2 separate regions of the Mus musculus genome follow, and region 2 is linked to region 1. Evidence: chromatin contacts called from public HiChIP or PLAC-seq data. All regions are on one chromosome and are shown on one strand. Each heading gives the region's core, a stretch centred on a gene start, on an enhancer-like site or on the middle of the called end of the contact. The rest is flanking DNA. Distances are from core to core; before and after follow the strand shown.

Region 1 (3,398 bases), core at 555-3,054:
AAGCCTAATTCGAAGAAGGGACACAAGTCAATCCCTTCATGGAGGAGTGGTCTGGGCAAACAGGGAAGGATGAAGGATGAAGGCAGCATCTTCGCTGATTATCTACCTGAGCAAGTCAATCAGCTACTTTAAATTTTGGCTCTAGCACCGGCCAGATGCTGTTGCAGGGTCACCTGCTTACCCCACCCAAAGCAGCGGCATGTCTGCCTTCTTTTTGGATCTTTTACTGAAACAATTGAATTATTTTTTTACTGTTCATATCTGTTATGCTCTCAACATATACATATATAAAGATTATGTATATGTCTGAATATGGATAAAATTTTAGTACAGTACTGTGCTTGAATCAGTAATTATTTATTTTAATGTACTTTTGTTACATTTAGAATTATTATTACTATTTTTAGTTTTAAGATTAGATTTCTCTATGTAGCCCTGGATGGCCTGGAACTCAGAGATCCACTTGCCTCTGCCTTCTGAGTACAGGGATTAAGGGTGTGCACCACCACACCAGGTTTGGGACTTGGCTGCTGTGGGAATAACTCCAAGGGTAAACAGTGGACACTTGCAGAACAGTAAAGTAGTGCAGGTGGGAAATCCTTGAGGTGACAGCAGAACCTCAGGATAGGGTTAGTCTTATTCACACTGAAGACATTTTATACAGTTGTGTCCCAAGACGTCCTCTATTTTTTCCCATTAACTCCAAATTCCTTTACAAGTTCTTTTTACCTAAGAACTATCCATAAACCGGGGTTGCTAGTGCATGCCTTTAATCCAGCACTAGGGAGGCAGAGGCAGCCAGGTTTCTAAACTGGAGTCTAGCCTGGCCTACATTTATTGAATTTAACTTTGGCCTTATTTATTTTGGTCAGACTCCCCTCACCCCCATCCCCAACTTGGCTTTAAATCCCTGCTTTGAAGGAGGACTTTGAGTTTTTGTTTCTTCTGTTTCTGCCCCGGAGCCATGGGGTCACTGGGATTGCCTTCACTTGCTACCATCGGTTTTCTTGGAGGAGAGGCTGGTTCTGTAGAATGCTGCACATTCTGCGCTTTAATTTTTTAAAAAATTATTTATTTATTTATTTTCCTATTCCGTTAGATTCAGGTCACTTAACTTGGTAGTTTTCTGCTTTCTGCACTGCATCCTATCGGGGACATGGCGTGACAGTTTGAGTCACCTTTGGTGGCACCGAGTTTAAGATGTTCTTGGTTAAGGTGCTGTCTCTCAGTAATTCCCACTGTAAAGCAAGCTGTTCTCTGGTTTAAATCACAATACGCAGAGACCAAACCTGAGGACCAACACCTTGTGAGCCAAAACCTTTTTTTTTCCTTCGAGACAGGGTTTCTGTATAGCCCTGGCTGTCCTGGAACTCACTTTGTAGATCAGGCTGGCCTCGAACTCAGAAATCCGCCTGCCTCTGCCTCCTGAGTGCTGGGATTAAAGGCGTGTGCCATCACCGCAAGGCCCGAAACCTTTTCAAGTCAGTGACTTAGCAGGGCTCCTGACCTCGGGCCTCAGTTTGCTCCTCTGAAAAGTAAGGACAACGCCCCCTCAGCTACTGGTCTTGTGGGACGGTGCTTGGCGCACAATGAACACTCCATTGAAGTCAGGAATTCCAGGATGGAGACAGGCAAACGGGAAAACGAACCCAGAACGTCCTCTTCACCTCCAGCGGCTGGGTGAGCTGAGGGGAACCCAGGCCTCGCGGCCACGCCCCCTGCCTCGCGCACGGCCCCCTGGGACCCGTAGTGCTGGGCGTGGCCGCGGGACTACAAATCCCGGCGGCCCCCGCGCCGCGGCTTCAGCGGCGGCTGCCTCAGCTCCTCAGAGCGCCGGCGGCGGCCTCGGCGGAGTCGGTGTCGGCGGCCGGGGCTGAGCTGTGAGTTTCCGATCGAGAACAGCGTTGGGGAAGATGGCGGCGAGCGGTGAGTGGAGAGAAAGGCAGTGGCGAGCGGCGGGCGAGGCCGGCGGCATGGCCTGAGGCGGGGGTCCTGGGGTCGCCAGTAACGCGCGGCGCAGGCGACAGGGATCGCGCGGGCGGCGCTGGGCTCCGGGGCCCGTGCAGGGTCGCGAGGAGTTCGCGGCCGCGGCCTCTGCTTGCCGCTGGGGCTCCCCCCGCCGAATCTCGGGTCGGAGAAGCTCAGCCGAGTCTCCTCTTCCCGCCGGCGCCGCCCGGCGGAGCGGACACGGGCGGCTCCTCCGGCCGAAGCTGCGGCTCCGCTGCGAGCGGGCGCGGCGGACACGGAGTGTGCGGTGCCCGCGGGGTGTGTGCGGGGTGAGAGTGGGGTCTGTGGCGTGTGCGGGGTGTGTGGCATGGATGTGGGGGTCTGCGGGTTGTGCCAGGTGTGTTGGGTGGCCCCGGAGTCCGCCAGGTGTGTGGGGTGGATGCAGGCTGCGTGTGGGGGTCTGCAGGGTGGATGCTGGGCGAGGGAGCTGAGTGCGGTGTGCGAGGTGTGTGCTGGTGTGTGCCGGGTGAGTGGAGGTGCGAGGGGTGAGTGCAAGGTCTGCGGTCTGTGCGGGGCGAGGACCGGGTGGATGCGGGGTCCGCGATGTCTCCAGGGTGGATGCTTGGCGGATGAGGAGTCCGAGGTGTGTGTAGCGTGGATGCAGGGTCGGCCGTCTGTATGGGATGAGTGTGGGGTCTCTCCCTCTCTGTGCGGCGTGGATAGGGGCTCTGCCGTCTTGTGTCGGCTATCATCGAGGTCGCTTTCATCTTCTGAAATTCCCAGTCTAGGTTCGTTCATTGATTCTGTTTGCAGTAGTTTAAATGAAGTGGGAGGCAGTGCTACTTCCCTAGGCAGCTTGAGGGTGGCTAGGGTGGAAAAGTTAAGCAGGAGAGCAGCTCGGAGAGGCCAGAGCATCGTAGGCCCGCGGAGCAGGAGCCTAGGACTCCACACTGTATGACACTGGAAGGTTGGAAAGTGTCTTTAAGTCGAGAAACTTTTTCCCCCTCCCAAATGCGAAGACTTCCTTTTTTTTTTTTTTTGGTTGCAGTTTCTGAGTAGCGCTTCAAAGCCAACTTGTTTTTGTAATTAAGCTTGTGAGGTTAAAAACCAGGAAGGCGAGTCAGTCCCCTGTCTGCTGAAGGGCTAGGTGGACGAATAAGATGAGAGGTCCTGTATCAGGGTTTCTGGACTGAGATTTAAATGTCGGGGACCCTCGGCTTGGTTGACAGATCTCTGCTGCGCCAAAGCCTCAGCATTTGTTCCTGCAGGTTGTTGCAGAAATGAGTTGCTGGAGCTAAGGGTGCATGCATTCAGATCTTCAGCAGATACGGCTGTGGACTAACAGGGCAGTGCAAACCTCTGAGTTTGTGAGCCGTTTGTTCTTTTAAAACCTTAAATGGTTATCAAGTATTCAGAATAGGTTTTTTCCACATCGGATACCCAACTGAAAA
Region 2 (3,398 bases), core at 581-3,080, 74 kb after region 1:
CCACCTCTGGGAGTCAACTGTCAGCATTTGTGGCAGAGGCATCGAGTGGCACTGAGTCATTTCACCAGTCCTAAAGTGTGTGTGTGTGTGTGTGTGTGTGTGTGTGTGTGTGTGTGTAAGTGTGTGTGTGTGTGTGTGTGTGTAAGTGTGTAAGTAAGGGTTCTTAGTGTATAGAGCTCTGGTTTTGAGCCAATAGTATCTTTTCAGGTATTAAACACATTATAGCTACCAAAAAGGCCGAGAGCGTACATGTATACATGCACTTAAAAGACCCTGCTATGCATGTGGAGTCAGAGGACCACTTCCAGGAGTTTATTATTCCACTGTGTGGGAGCCACGGATTGAACTCAGGCAGCAGGCACCTTTACTTGTTTAGCCACCTGGACAACCCATAATTTATGTCAGTTCCACTATATAGAGTTATTTATTATTAAACATTAAAATAATACACTGGTTTTCTTTTGTTTTTTTTTTTTTAAAGATTTATTTATTTATTATATCTAAGTACACTGTAGCTGTCCTCAGACACTCCAGAAGAGGGAGTCAGATTTCGTTACGGATGGTTGTGAGCCACCATGTGGTTGCTGGGATTTGAGCTCCTGACCTTTGGAAGAGCAGTCGGGCGCTCTTACCCACTGAGCCATCTCACCAGCCCTACACTGGTTTTCTTTTGATGTTTGAAAACCAGAGAATCTAATTACCTACATTCATTACTACATTTCAACCAAATCACCATTCATTTTCTCCCATCCTTTTGAGACTTGGTTGTCCCATTCTACAGACATGAGTTCTGAACTACACAGGAGTACACAAGACACAGTGCAGATGCAGCTTCAGGCATCTGGGTTCTGAGCCACCACCGGTCACATGTACTGATTTACATTTTTTCCCTTGTTTGCAGCATTTGCTTTTGGTTGCTTTCTCAGGTGTAGCTAACCATTCCTTTGTGTTTGATGTTTAAGGGACAAGCTTTGGAGTCCAAACAGGATGTTTTCCAAGGCCAAGAAGCAGCAGTAATGATGGATCAGAAGGCTGCACTATATGGACAGACATACCCAGCTCAGGGTCCTCCCCTTCAAGGAGGCTTTAACCTTCAGGGACAGTCACCATCGTTTAACTCTATGATGGGTCAGATTAGCCAGCAAGGCAGCTTTCCTCTGCAAGGCATGCATCCTAGAGCCGGCCTCGTGAGACCAAGGACCAACACCCCGAAGCAGCTGAGAATGCAGCTTCAGCAGAGGCTACAGGGCCAGCAGGTAAGACCGGGCTGTCAGGGGCTCTTAGGCTGTGCTCTCCGTGGCCCTTGCCACCGGCTCTCCACTCTTTGCTAACTAAAGGAATCCCTTTTGCTTTCACTTCTCTGTAAGATTTTGTTTATGCAGACAGTTCCTTGATAAGGAGTGTGTATTAAACTTGGGTATCTTTCTATATGTATATTCTTTGCTATAACATTAGCAGTGGCAAAATGGCTCAGTGGGTAAATGTACTTTCCAAGCAAGCCAGGCAAGCCAGTTTAATTCTTAGAGCCTTGCTTAGTGCATGCTGTTAATCCTAGCACTTGAGAGGCAGAAAGAAGCACAGGTCTCTGTGAGTTCCATGGGTCAGCCTGGTCTACAGAGTGAGTTCCAGGCCAGTTAGGACAGCACAGTGAGCTGTTTGACACAGGACAGGACAGCAGGAGGAGCAGTGTGTCTTGATGGCCCTTGGAAGGCATTTCCTCAGCTTTTTGTTTTAAAGACAAGATCTTGATGATTGTCTAGGGGACTTGTAACCACTTCTGTCTCAACCTCTCCTGCCGGGATTGCAGGCATGCAATGCGTTAAGCACCCCTGTTGACTCAGTATTTTAATGGAAATCACTTCTTGATGCACTTTGGGGCCGGAGGCATGCTCAGTGGTTAAGAACACTTGTTGCTCTTGCAGAGGACCCGTGTTCAGTTCCTGGCACCTACTGTGGGCAACTGACTGTCTAACCTCAGTTCTAGGGAATCCACACCCTCCTCTTTCCTTAATCTGCAGTTGCTTTAAAGCATATTTGTATGGTTGCACGGGCTGGTGAGTGCTTGTTACCAGGTGGCAGTGAGTCACCTGAGTAGGAGAGCCCAGGAAGCCAGAGCCAGGCTATGGCAGCCCCTGCAGCAGGCTCAGAACTGGGGAAGCTCTGTGCCTGTGCGCATGGTACTATTTTATAGCTTAGTCCTCCTTTCTATTAAGTGCTCACTAGTGTCTGATCAAGTCAGAGTAATTTTGATTGTCTGAGCAACAGTCCCTGGAGAAACTTGACACTGCATTCCTGCTGCAGTTGTTTAAGCCTCACACCGAGGCAGGGAATCGGCGCCAATGTCGCTGTCCAGGAACTCTGTCCTGCGAACTTTTTTTCTATTTTTTTTTTTTTTTTAAGGTTTCTTGTATTTTTAATAGTGTCTGTGCAGTTCGTGTTTGCGCGCGCACGCACGCACGCACGCACGCACGCATGCACGCCTGCAGAGGCCAGAGGTGTGAGGTGCACTAGAACTGGGGCAGTGGTGACTGAGCCACCATGTAGGTGCTGGGAAAGGAATCTGGTCCAGTGGATGGACTGTGCACGCTCTCAGCTGTAGAGCTGTCTTCCTTCTGCAGGATGTAAACGACGACGAACCAATTCAGTTTAAATGTGGCTCCCTAGCTTGGTGGGTCTGGAGAGATCTCACTGGGTGGGGGTAGTGTATAAAGCTGATTGGGGCTCACTAACACGCTCCACTTGACCTACTAACCCAACTCTGTTCAGTTTTTAAATCAGAGCCGGCAGGCACTTGAAATGAAAATGGAGAACCCTGCTGGCACTGCTGTGATGAGGCCCATGATGCCCCAGGTACGTTCCCTGCAGAGAAGGGGCCAGTCCAGGCGGGACCCACGCCCGGCCTGGCCTTAGCTATGCCTGTTAAATAATTCTGAAGTTTTTGTAAGAATTGGTTGTCACACTGTCTCTCTCTCTATATATATATATGTATGTATATATATGTGTGTGTGTGTGTGTATATATATATATATATATATATATATATATATATTAATGTTTATGAGTGTGTTATCTGCATGGATGTCTGTATCATGTGGAGGCCAGAAAAGGACATGAGATCTCCTGGACCTGGAGGTACAGATGGTTGTGAGCAGCCTTGTGGGTGTGGGAATTGAGCCATGTCTCCAGCTCCTGTACTTGGTCTTTCACTCTCACTCTGCTTTGTCTGTGATGAGGGGCTGGAGAGAAGTGGCTACTTGATTACAACCATCAGTAAACTCACCCAGATTGATTCCCTTTGTGATGAGCTGCTGTGTTGTAAGATAACTGCCTAGTGTTTTGGGATTCTGGGACTGCCTCTGACCCTGCACAGGAAGGACGCTCACTGGGCAGCGTTTGGA

The links. HiChIP or PLAC-seq counts read pairs in DNA pulled down with a chosen protein or histone mark.
Region 2: a contact with region 1 is called in an H3K27ac HiChIP or PLAC-seq map of embryonic stem cells, with 8 read pairs. The contact joins the enhancer-like site here to the promoter of Ncoa3 in region 1. A contact is called at or near these places in 3 of 39 promoter capture datasets (hippocampal neurons and liver), 10 of 484 Hi-C or Micro-C datasets (the P5424 cell line, bone marrow-derived macrophages, cerebellum and 1 more), 5 of 115 datasets of contacts at active chromatin or transcription factors (the HPC-7 cell line and embryonic stem cells) and 4 of 9 other capture datasets (adipose tissue, embryonic stem cells, liver and 1 more).

What each region holds. Positions count from the first base shown.
Region 1 is chr2:165,990,833-165,994,230 of GRCm38.p6, forward strand. Ncoa3 (nuclear receptor coactivator 3) reads left to right here and starts at 1,805. Exons shown (of 23, transcript NM_008679.3): 1 at 1,805-1,926. LOC115489489 (soluble scavenger receptor cysteine-rich domain-containing protein SSC5D-like) reads right to left here and starts at 2,949. Exons shown (of 2, transcript XM_030252296.1): 1 at 1,508-2,949. The coding sequence starts at 2,862. The coding sequence ends at 1,771.
Region 2 is chr2:166,064,796-166,068,193 of GRCm38.p6, forward strand. Ncoa3 (nuclear receptor coactivator 3) reads left to right here. Exons shown (of 23, transcript NM_008679.3): 18 at 963-1,256; 19 at 2,767-2,850. Among named protein-coding and RNA genes, the nearest start is that of Gm52534, 54 kb to the right of the region's middle. Within about 2 kb of position 1,831, at least 5 of the 459 cell types and tissues checked have an H3K27ac peak or open chromatin away from gene starts, as enhancers often do. A contact at or near this core is called in embryonic stem cells, where this site is marked.